2 separate regions of the Mus musculus genome follow, and region 2 is linked to region 1. A link is a contact called in public HiChIP or PLAC-seq data. All regions are on one chromosome and are shown on one strand. The core of a region is the stretch at or near the end of the contact, and the rest is flanking DNA. Distances in the headings are between cores, read along the strand shown. Region 1 has its middle 18 kb from the start of Gm32893. Region 2 holds the start of Akirin2 (akirin 2).

Region 1 (5,369 bases), core at 1,540-4,039:
TTGGAAGGAATCTCCAGAGAGATGAAATGTTTTGATCGGAATTGAAACTTACTTATGGTTTGAAGGTGAAGGATTCTCCCACCTCCCAGGCACTTAGGGAAATCTCAATAACACATGTATTTACAGTTGGACTCAGTCAGCTCTATAGTCACAGGCTATAATGTCTTTGTCCCTTCTTAACAAGATAATCCCCTGACTGACATCCCTCATCCAGGAGTGATGTTCTTGCTGCCTCTAATCTCCCAGAGTCCTTTCCATCTACTTAATAGAAAGAAATGGCTTTCTCTTCATCTGCCTGACAGATGCCATAAACCGCATTTGTCACCCCTGAAGTCGGGGCATCGATAACTTCTACGGGACAGAGTTGATAATCATCTCTCGGTATAAACTTGTCTTTTAAAACATTAGATAAATGGCGAACCTCTCCACACTGTCAGCGGCGTCAGTCAAAGTGACTCATGGGCTTTAGCAGCCCCTGATAGCAGGACAGTGGCTGCCATACACACTACACACACACACACACACACACACACATACACACACACTCACACACACACACACACACACACACACACACACACACACACACGCACGTGCGCGCGCGCGCCGGTGTTTGCAGTCTATTGCTCTTACAGTGCCTCCTCCTTCTGGATTCTGGGCGACCCCATGCTGTGTATGCTGCACCTTAACCCCCTCAGCACCACCAAATGGGCCTAACAGCCCTGTAGCCACGTGCCTCACTCTGTAACCCATGCTGTGTATGCTGCACCTTAACCCCCTCAGCACCACCAAATGGGCCTAACAGCCCTGTAGCCACGTGCCTCACTCTGTAACCGCCACCACTGATGAATGAATGCTCACCTCATTCCAGGGATCACAACCATACTGCTTTTGTTAATTCTCAAGAAGTGAGAAGAAACTGTGACAAAGAACAAGTTCCAGCACACACGGGTGAGGATGCCTACGGAGACCAGAAGAGGACATCAGATCCTCTGGAGCTGGAGTTACAGAGGTCTGTGAACTAACTGATGTGTGCTAGGAACTGGCCCTGCTCGAGCACTGATCACTCTTAGCTACCGACCCATCTCCCCAGGGCCAGCATTGGAACTTTTTGTTTGACTGTTAAAAGCAGAGCCTCACTCCACAGCCTAGGCTGTTCTTGAACTCACTGCCCTCCTGATTCAGCCTTCTGAGTGCTGGGACTACCCCACGTGCCGCGACACTTAGCGTGAAAGTCATATTAATTAAAGAAACAAAACCGTTGAAACACTCATTTGTTTGGGTTTTGTATGTTTTTATATGCACATGTGTGGGGAATGTATGCCACAGTGCATGTGTGGAGGAGGTCAGAAGGCATGGGAACTTCCACCATGTGGAGTTCAGGGATAGCACTCATGTTACCAGGTTACCAGACTTGAGCACTTTTCTAGACTCAAATGACGTATTGTACCTGTGAGTTGGTTACTCCTGAACCATTTCCTCTCGTCCAGTCTAAGACCTCTTTCCTCTGGACCAAGACTCTCTTGCAGAATCTGGCATCTTGTGCTGTGGTGGTTCTTCCTGCTTGTGCCCTCCCTTGGGCATCACTGAAGATGCTGGTCCCATCTCCCACACTGTACCTCAGAGCCTACACACAGGCATTTAGGGCACTGTTCCCTACTTTGGAGCCACATACTAGACACCTAAAACTGGCCCACCCTTTAAGAGCTTGTTCACTGAGATTTAAGGTTTTTGTGAGTTCAAAATGATCCAGGACTAGTGCGGATTAAACTTACAACAGTTTTGTTTCACTCACAATAAAAAGGGTAAAATAAATAGAATAGTCGTCAACATCTGCATACCTCTGCCAACACACACACACACAAATGAGCACACATGCACATACTCCTACATATGTGTGCACACACACAAGCACACCCATATGGACAATACCAACATTTCCCTGTTCCTTCCCACCTACCTAGCTCCTGCCTCATGCTAAGCCCTTCAGTCTAGCTCCGACCTGTGGCTGTTCCTTCTACCTGGGACTCTCTTTCCCTAAAGTACCCTGAGCTTACTACTCCGCCTGCTTCAGAGCTTTAGCTAAAAGCCACGTGGTCCCTGAGGACCAGCCTGAGAACTATATGCTCTACTGCCACCTCACCCTACCCCACACCCACACCTCTGATCCCTGACCCTGCTCTGTGATTTCCCCCATCCATTAGCCATTTCCCCAATAATTTTATATCAACGGAGTCACAGAGTGCTGGGTATTTGATTGCACCCTAGTCTGAATGTATCTATAAGGACAAAGTAAAGCAGACTGATGCTGTCAGTGTGGGAGCGCCTCACCACTGAAGGTCCAATCAGGCCAGAAGGCAGAGGAAGGAAGACCCGGCATTCCTCCTGGCTTCCTCCTCGGCTCTGAGGCTGCAGTTAATAACAACGCTTCTCCGACTGTTAGACTTTGGAAGAACTACGGTTGTGGCTCTATCAGGTCATAGCTATGGCCCTCAATTCTTTGTCATAGAAATAATTGGGGAGATGGTGCATGACAGGGTCTGCCCAAGACTCTTCCTGGGGAGAGCTGCAAAATCAAGGAGGATGAAGCCTGCAGTTTTTTTTTCTACCTTACTTAGAAAAGTAAAGCGGAGACCTTTACAGGCAAAAGAGAAAGCCTAAGGAGCCTGTTCCAAGGTGGCTGGCTCGTTTTGAGAAGCTCCCACCACAGACTGCAGGAGCCAGGGAGCTTACACAACCCGCACTGCACTTACAACAACAGGCACTCTAACTGGAACAAAGGCTGCAGCTGGAGTGGCAGCCACATTAGCAGAAGGAAGTGCTAGGAGAATAAAAAGGGTGGGAGGTGGCGGGGAGCTGAGGTAGGGGGCTGCCACTGTCCACAGGCTGGGTACTTAGTACTCTATGGAGCAGAAACAGGATGCTGTTTTTACAAAGTGCCCGCATGGGCATCTTGGTAGCACTCTGTTGTCATGGTTGTTGTTAAGAAACTCAAGTACCATGGGACTGTGTGCTGTCCAGCCAGGAGAGCACAGCTAGACAAAGGGGAAGATGCTTCCCATCTGGCTCATGCATGTGGCACTAGGTATCTATTAGGGACTTACACATGGTACTTTGTCTCTACAGGAGACTTGCACGTGATACTTTGTATTTACAGGGGATTTGCCCATAGTCCTTTGTATCTACCGGGGACTTGCCCATGCTATTTTGTATCTGCAGGGGATTTGCCCACCTACAACACTGCCCTTGACAGCAGAAAGGATCCCAGGGAGTAAGTAGCCAGCATTTGTAGCCTATACCCTGAAGGAAAAACAGGAAACTGTGAGGAGCAGCTGAGACTCCATCCTCGGACTAGCATCTGTAATCAGATCATTGAAAGCCAGACCCAGAGGAGAAAGAGCAGGCAACCACTGCAGAGGAATCCCCTGAATGAGACTCGTGGGGGCCTGGGAAGCAATGCACCCAGCTACCAGACCACTTCCCATGTCCCATTTTACTACCCGCTCTCCCTCCCTCCTCCACATCCATTCCTCCCTTACATAACATTCCCTGCCAATCTAGGAGACCAGATCTGTCTGCTAGATTGTTTTTCCCCTTTTCTTCAATAAGAGGTCTAACAAAATGAACAGACAGTTCTCAAAAGATGAAATACAAATGGTTAATGAAGACATCTTCAAAAACAAACAAACAAACAAAACTGTCCAACCACACTGGCATCAGAGAAATGCAAATCAAAACTTCTCGGAGCTTGCACCTCACCTCAGTCAGGGGGGCAGTATTAAGAAAGCAAGTAGTAACAAATGCTGGCGAGGATGTGGGCAAAGGAGCCTGGGGCACTGCTGGGGGGATGTAAACTGGTCCACCCAGGATGGAGTGCTCTCAAAAAAACCTGAAAATACACCTATCTCATATGACCCAGCTGTACTAACTCAGGGTATTTATTCAAAGAAGCTCAAGTCAACATCATCCCCAAGAGAGTTGTACATCAACGTTTACTACAGCACTATCCACAAAAGGTAAGTTATGGAACCAACCTAAATAAGTGCCTGCCAATAGAGACCTGAATAAGTGTGTGTGTGTGTGTGTGTGTGTGTGTGTGTGTGTGTGTGTGTGCGCGCAAAAATATCCAGCAGCAAAAGAACAGAGCGATGCAGAAAATTGATGCATTTTAAAGATCATGTTAAACAAATCAAGTCAATTACAGAAAGGCACATAATATGTCTCCTCTCATTTGTAGTTTTCAGATTTTATAGAAATACACAAAATCATGTATACATATATATATGTCGAATTTAAAATGTCAAGGGGGTTGGTCTTGCAAACTTTATATGCCTCAGTATAGGAGAACACCAGGGCCAAGAAGTGGGAGTGGGTGGGTAGGGGAGTGGGGGAGTATGGGGGACTTTTGGGATAGTATTTAAAATGTAAATGAAGAAAATACCTCATAAAAATATATAAAATAAAAAAATGTCAAGGGGGACAAAAGGGGTCAATTTCTAGAAAGCAGGAGAGGGGGAAGGGAGGGTAGGGAGGTATGGAAAATATAGTCAGGATACAATATGTGCATGTTTAAGAGCTTAAAGAAAAAGTTAATTAAATTTCAAAAAGAAACATGAAAAGAAAGCTCTCTGATATTCGTCTGTGTCAGCTGGGTCACTCCTTTTCCACCTTACGTATAAAGGGCCAATGAAATCCATACAAATAAGAAAACACCCCAGAAAAATAAAATAAAAATGACTGCGTAGCCCAGTCCAGGGTGAACACACACCCAACAGGAAGCTCTCCACCAACATACCACACACCTTCGTTGGCACCCACTTGACCTCAGTGCTCCCCAGTTGGAAGGCAAGCCATGAAGACAGAACCCTGGGTGTGTCTGTCTTTGTAGCCCCACTGTCCGAGAACTGCTCAAAAGATATTGGCTGACTGTGTAGTAGGTCTCACAGGCTGCCATGGCAGAGGAGAGGCAGGGGAAGGAGCCTGTCCTAGGAACAAAAGAGTACCAGGCACCCTCTGCAAACAGTCTGGGCTTCCAGAAACTTCCTCAACTTCCTGGCTGGCTCACATTCTGTTGTCCCTCCCCTTGCCACGCCTCTTCCGTTTCTCTAGTCATATCATCCAACACGACTTCTCAGCTCCACCCAGCACCTCTCAGGCTGAGTCTGCTAAACACAAATCTATACATATACATGAAGCCCCTACCTTCATACCAGAAATGTTCTAAGGATGCCACAATGATCAAAACAGTCAAAACTCTGCCCCGGAGCCTTACAGTCTAGGTGGAACAGTCAATCAAGACTAACAGGTCAGCTATGTGGACAACAGAACCTTGCTGAACACTCTTCCGTGCTTGCTTAAACCTCGCTGTG
Region 2 (5,833 bases), core at 1,824-4,323, 1.0 Mb before region 1:
CTCTCTCTCTCCCTCTCTCTCTCTCCCTCTCTCTCTCTCTCCCTCTCTCTCCCTCTCTCTCCCTCTCTCTCTCTCTCCCTCTCTCCCTCCCTCTCCCTCTCCCTCTCCCTCTCCCTCTCCCTCTCTCTCTCTCTCTCTCTCTCTCTCTCTCTCTCTCTCTCTCTCTCTCTCTCTCATTGTGAGACAGGGTTTCTCTGTGTAGCCTTGGCTGTCCTAGAACTCACTCTGTAGACCAGGCTGGCCTGGAACTCAGAAATCCGCCTGTCTCTGCCTCCCAAGTGCTGGGATTAAAGGCGTGCCCCACCACCACCCAGCTGATTTGATTTTAGGTTTCAAGATGTGGTCAAACTAGATCAGCTGGCTAAAAGACTAAAAATACTCCCAGTTATTTTACAGTATACTGATTGAGATGTGGAGACTCTTAAACACTCTGCACTACAGCACTGACATGGCAGACTGGGAGATCATTACCGTTTCTGAACAACCTCCCTTAAGTAAAGAAACGTGTCATAGCTCCCTGCTGTGTTAGTATTCAAGATTATTTTAACTGCATAGGGATATATTGTAACTCTCAAACTTATCACTAGCTCCAATGAAATTTATTGCTAGTTACAGCTATTTTAAAATGGCTCCATTAGTAGATAGGACACCATTTCAATGTTCAAATTTAGCATTTCATTAAAAACAAAAAATGTCTGCCCCAAGAATTCATTCTCCAGCCCGGCGGAGGTGGCGCCCGCCTTTAATCCCAGCACTTGGGAGGCAGAGACAGGTGGATTTCTGAGTTCAAGGGCAGCCTGGTCTGCAAAGTGAGTTTCAGGATAGCCAGGGCTACACAGAGAAACCCTGTCTCGAAAAACCAAAAAAAAAAAAAAAAAAAAAAAAAAAGGAATCCATTCTCCACTTTGTTCCCTTGTTTTACAGTAATGACTAAAGCAGGGGGTTCTCAGCGCTCCTGATAAGCCCACCCTTTAGCACAGTACCTCATGCAGTGATGATCCCAACCCTATGATTATTGTTGCTACTTCATAATGTAATTTTGCTACTGTTATAAATCATAATGCAAATATCGGAGCGTTCCCCCGGGGGTCGCGGCCCACAGATTGAGAGCCATTCCTCTAACAACTCGGTCAGGAGTGCCTTTATACACATATGTGGGGGAGGGCAGCTTAGGTATGATCCTTAAATAAACGTCTTGGAATTTCTACGAAAAGTGACTGCAACTCATAAAACAGCTTTTGGCTACGTTATATCAAAAATTTAAGAGCCAGACTAGGTAACTGAGGTTCTCCATGGATTTGGGTATGAATATTTAAATGTGACATTTAAAAAAACACACATGGTACAGTCAATTTCATATAGATGTTACCAAATACAGAACTCTATAGTTCCCATCTTTTTAAAATGAATTACTGAGAAAAAAAAAATTTAAGCTAAGCAAAGGCTTTAAGGATGATATCACTAAGGGCTTACACACACAGGCTCACACACTCTTGCATGCCACACACAAAAGAAACAGACTTACACTTCAAGTCCATTAAAGTTTACCCTAAGATTGTGCCGAAGGCACACAAAGATTTCCAAATGCAGAGGGGGAAAAAAAATCCCTAGGTACACATTTAGTATACAAAAGCAATCAAAGGTCCATCCGGCAGACACTTTGAGAAAATGTTTCAAGACTTCAAGTCTGAAGTCCACTGGAATCTTGATTTATTCGTTACTCTCGAGGCTAGGTTGTTTTCTCCCAACATACTTCATTGGGATAACTAAAGCATTTACAAATAAACTAGTCAGTCTCAATTTGAAGTACACCTTCCTTTTCATTAAAAGTTCAGGATCTCTTAAGGACTGGACGCATAGTGAGATCACATTACAGTACTCGGGAAGAACATTTGCTTTGTTGTTGACCCTGCTAGGGAAACAGGTCTTGACTCAGCCAAAGTGGCGTTCTTGTGGGTGATTAATGACAGGCCTACAACTCGCCCCAGTGACATCCATCCCCCTCCAAACCCCACCCCTTCTATACTAAAACCAGCCAAGTCTAAAATGGAGGAGGGGCTGCCTTCTCGCCTCAAACCACTCAGTCACTGAGTTAATAGCTGCAACCAATCGATTCAGCCCAAGAGACCCGGAGATTCGGGTGAAATGTGACCCTTCTCTCGCCTGACTTATGAATAATATCACCCTCTCTGATCATTTCCGCTGGGGCTCTACATAAGGAAACGATTCTAGGGATCTAGCCCCAAATGATCTGCCTCACAATGAGGGACCCCCACAATGCCGGCCAACCCGACTCGTACCCACCCAACCTGCCGACACCACCCCCACCTCGGTTCAGGCCCTTCCTTCCCTTTGTGTCCGCACCCAAGCTCCCGGCCGCAGCCCACCCCGGCAGCCCCGGGGCCGAGGCCCACCTGTGGTGAGCCGGGAAGAGACGTCGCCGAAGGGGGAAGGCTCCATCCGGAGATACTTCTGCGGCGAGGCGGCCGCGGCCGAGGCGGCGGCGGCGGCGGTGGCGGCGGCAGGGGAGGCGGCAGCCGAAGCCGGCGCCGACAAAGGCGCGCACCGCCTCCGCTTCGGAGATGCGGGGCTCAGCAGCGGGTCGAAATCCAGAGTCCTTTTCAGAGTGGCTCCGCACGCCATGGTGGCGGGCGGCCGAGGCTCGGCTCGGGCGGGGCCGGGAAGGACGGGGGCAAACGGGCCCTCCGAGGTGCCCGGTGGGTGTGGGGCCCGGGACGGCGGAGCCGCGACAGGGCAGGCGGGCGAGGCGCGAGGGTCGCGCCGCCGGCTCGGGGCCGCTCCCGAGAGGCCGGGCCGCCCCCGCCGTGCGCTCGGGCTGAGCGCGCCGGGGCTCCTGCGCGGAGACCCGCTCCCTTCGGAAGTGGACCCGGCCAGTGGCGCGACCCAGACGCGATCTCCGACACGCCGGTGCAGACGGAAGCTCGTGAGTGGCGGCCACGCGCGGGAGCTGCGAGGTAGCCCGGCCGTACAGAGCTAAGCAATGCACTCGACCCTCTCTTCTCCACGGAACAACTCTGCCACCCGCCGCCGGCCCCAATATGGCGTCAATAACAACGCCGCCGATTCAAATCCTGCGGCCCCAGGGCGCCTGCGCACCGGGGGCGGGCCCGCCAGAGTGCATTCTGGGATTTGTGGGGTTTCGTGAAGGGCAGGGATCGGCCTGAAAGGCGGTTACCCAGAAGTCACAGAAACTACGACTCCCGTCATCCAAGGCGCACGATCCCAAGTTCCGGGTTGGAATTTAAATACCCCCTCATAAGTAAGAGAGTTTAAAAAAAAAAAAAAAAAAAAAAGACCTAAGGAAGAGAAAGGAGAGCCTGTGAGACAGTGGGGAAGAGGAAGCGAACCCATTGGAAAAGCAAGCTAAGCACTTTAGAGACCCTGTGAAGATTTGGCATAGTGACTTAAACGGGATATAACAAAGAGCCAGTCTAATATTTGGAGAGAGATTAATTTAGCTGTCAGGAGCGCCAAAAAACCAAATCTGTCACATGGAGGAGATAGGAAATAATGAAAACACCAATTTGGGTCCTCGAGACAGAACGACAGTAATAATATCAGATTACAGGATCTTTGAAGTCTGTGCTTTGCGCTTCCCAGATAGGTACTTGTTTGCTTATTAAATTCTGCATAGCTGAAAAGGAGCACAAAGTCAATTGTTTACTATGAGCAGAGAGCGATCAACACCAGAAATTTGTTGAGTTTGGAAGGCTGGGTGGGGTCTAGGGAAAGGCAAGCAAATAAATGCCTAGGGAGCAGGACCCATCTTTATTAGCAAAGTGGGAAGAAATATTTCTAAAATTTGTTTTTTCATCAACTATCTAAAATAGGGATCGACTACAGCACTGATGAAGTAATTTATGTAGATACTTTATATCTTCTGCCTGTGGATGCTAGCTCTCCACCAAGATTATAAGTATTAATACGCCTAATGCTCACTCTTTTCTGCTTACTCAGAAATCAACATATGTGGCTGCTTTATAGTTGTTTTGGACAATACCTCTCTATATATCCATTTGTTTAGAATTGTTCACCACCACAAAGATCAGCTTTCTTGATCACACTGTATAAGCAACTCTGTCACACTTATTTTAATTTAGAATATAGTTCTTAGAAAGTATCTTTTGAGAAAGACCAGCATTCTATGAAACAGTCACTTAACTAAGACTTGTACTAAGGATGTGTTTATTAAATTATAAAAACTCCAGGAAATCTGTTATTGTGCTGAAACTGACTGGACGTTCATACTTTATGTAAGAGCAGAATAAGAAAAGTTCTTGACTTTTTTTTTTCCTTTGGAGATAAGATCTGATATCAAATTCACTGGGTAGCCAAAGATGACCTTGAACTTTTGACCCTCCCACCTCTACCTCCTGAGAACTAAGGTTAAGATGATTGGCGTGTGCCATCATACATCGTTTATATATTGCCAGGGGTCAATCAAGCACCCTAGCAACTAAACAGCAGCCTCTCCTTTTGTCCACTAAGATTTGACCACAGGTGGCACGGAAGGTAAAAGGGAGCCACAAGACAGGACATTGAGATTGTGTGGAAGAGGAGGAAGGGGTAATAGAGTATTTGTGACATGAAAGCAGAAGGTAACTGCCAGGGGAGAAAGGGTACACGGCCTGGAGGAATGAACAGAAACAAATCAGGTATGAGCAGGCCATAACGCAAATTGCATTGTGGGCTAATGTTAAAAATAAACAAGAAATTCAGTAGGATAAATAAAAGCAATTGTATAGAGGTCAGAAAAAGAGCAGTAGTAAGGACTACCAGCGTTAGCCACTCTAATTGTCTGGGAATGTCGATATAGCTAGCATAGTTTGCTCATTTATGCTTTTGTCTTTTGTTGTTTGTTATTTTTGAAATTTGTTAGTTGGTTTTTCCTAACTGTTGTATGGCTATGAAGAGACACTATGATCAAGGATACATATAAGATAAAGCATTTAACTGGAGGCTTGCTTATAGTTTCAGAGGGTTATCATCATGGAAGGAAACGTGGCATGGATGGAGTAGTAGTAGTGAGAGCTTATAACTTGATCTGGAGGCAGGAAAGAGAGACAGAGAAAGAGAGACAGAGAGAAAGAGACAGAGAGAGACAGAGACACACAGAGAGACAGACAGACAGACACAGAGAGAGAGAGACACAGAGAGAGAGACACACACACACACACACACACACACACACACACACACACAGAGAGAGAGAGAGAGAGAGAGAGAGAGAGAGAGAGGGCCCCCCTTGTGATACATCTCCAACAAGACCACACATCCTACCTTCCTAAATAGATGACCAACTGAAAAACAAGTATTCAGCTTGTGAGCCTTAGTGCCAATTCCTATTCAAACCACCATGCTAATTACTTTGATTTGGGGTTTGGTTTTGTTTTTGTGGCTCTAATGGTACCCTGTGTGCATTAGGTATTTCCCTTTCCTGGTACCAGGGTTCCCTACAGAGTGACATTCAGTTTTGACATAGCTTGTACAGTAAGTTTTTCTAGTTTTTCTTTCTGTATTTTAAGGCATTTTTTATTAGATATTTTCTTCTACATTTCAAATGCTATCCCGAAAGTCCCCTATACCCTCCCCCAGCCCTGCTTCCTTACCCACCCACTCCCACTTCTTGGCCCTGGTATTCCCCTGTACTGGGGCTCTTTCTATATTTTTAATCGGTGTGTTTATTATAATCTGGATTTTCCTTAATTTTTTGTTCTTTCTGGTTTAAATTTAAACATGCCTGGGGCAGTTTCCCTTGGAAATTTGGGAACTCCTATCAGCAACAGTAATTCTTTCTGCATTAGGTCTGCAG

What was found. HiChIP or PLAC-seq counts read pairs in DNA pulled down with a chosen protein or histone mark.
Region 2: an H3K27ac HiChIP or PLAC-seq map of stem cell-derived neural progenitor cells shows a contact between it and region 1, with 7 times the contacts expected there. The contact joins the promoter of Akirin2 here to the enhancer-like site in region 1. A contact is called at or near these places in 1 of 39 promoter capture datasets (neural stem cells), 1 of 484 Hi-C or Micro-C datasets (ventricular fibroblasts) and 10 of 115 datasets of contacts at active chromatin or transcription factors (VIP interneurons, embryonic forebrain, embryonic stem cells and 5 more).

Annotation. Positions count from the first base shown.
Region 1 is chr4:33,547,226-33,552,594 of GRCm38.p6, reverse strand. No RefSeq gene overlaps it. Among named protein-coding and RNA genes, the nearest start is that of Gm32893, 18 kb to the left of the region's middle. Within about 2 kb of position 2,789, at least 21 of the 459 cell types and tissues checked have an H3K27ac peak or open chromatin away from gene starts, as enhancers often do. A contact at or near this core is called in VIP interneurons, neural progenitor cells, neural stem cells and 1 more, where this site is marked.
Region 2 is chr4:34,547,855-34,553,687 of GRCm38.p6, reverse strand. It overlaps Akirin2 (akirin 2), which reads right to left and starts at 3,073. Exons shown (of 5, transcript NM_001007589.3): 1 at 2,415-3,073. The coding sequence starts at 2,643.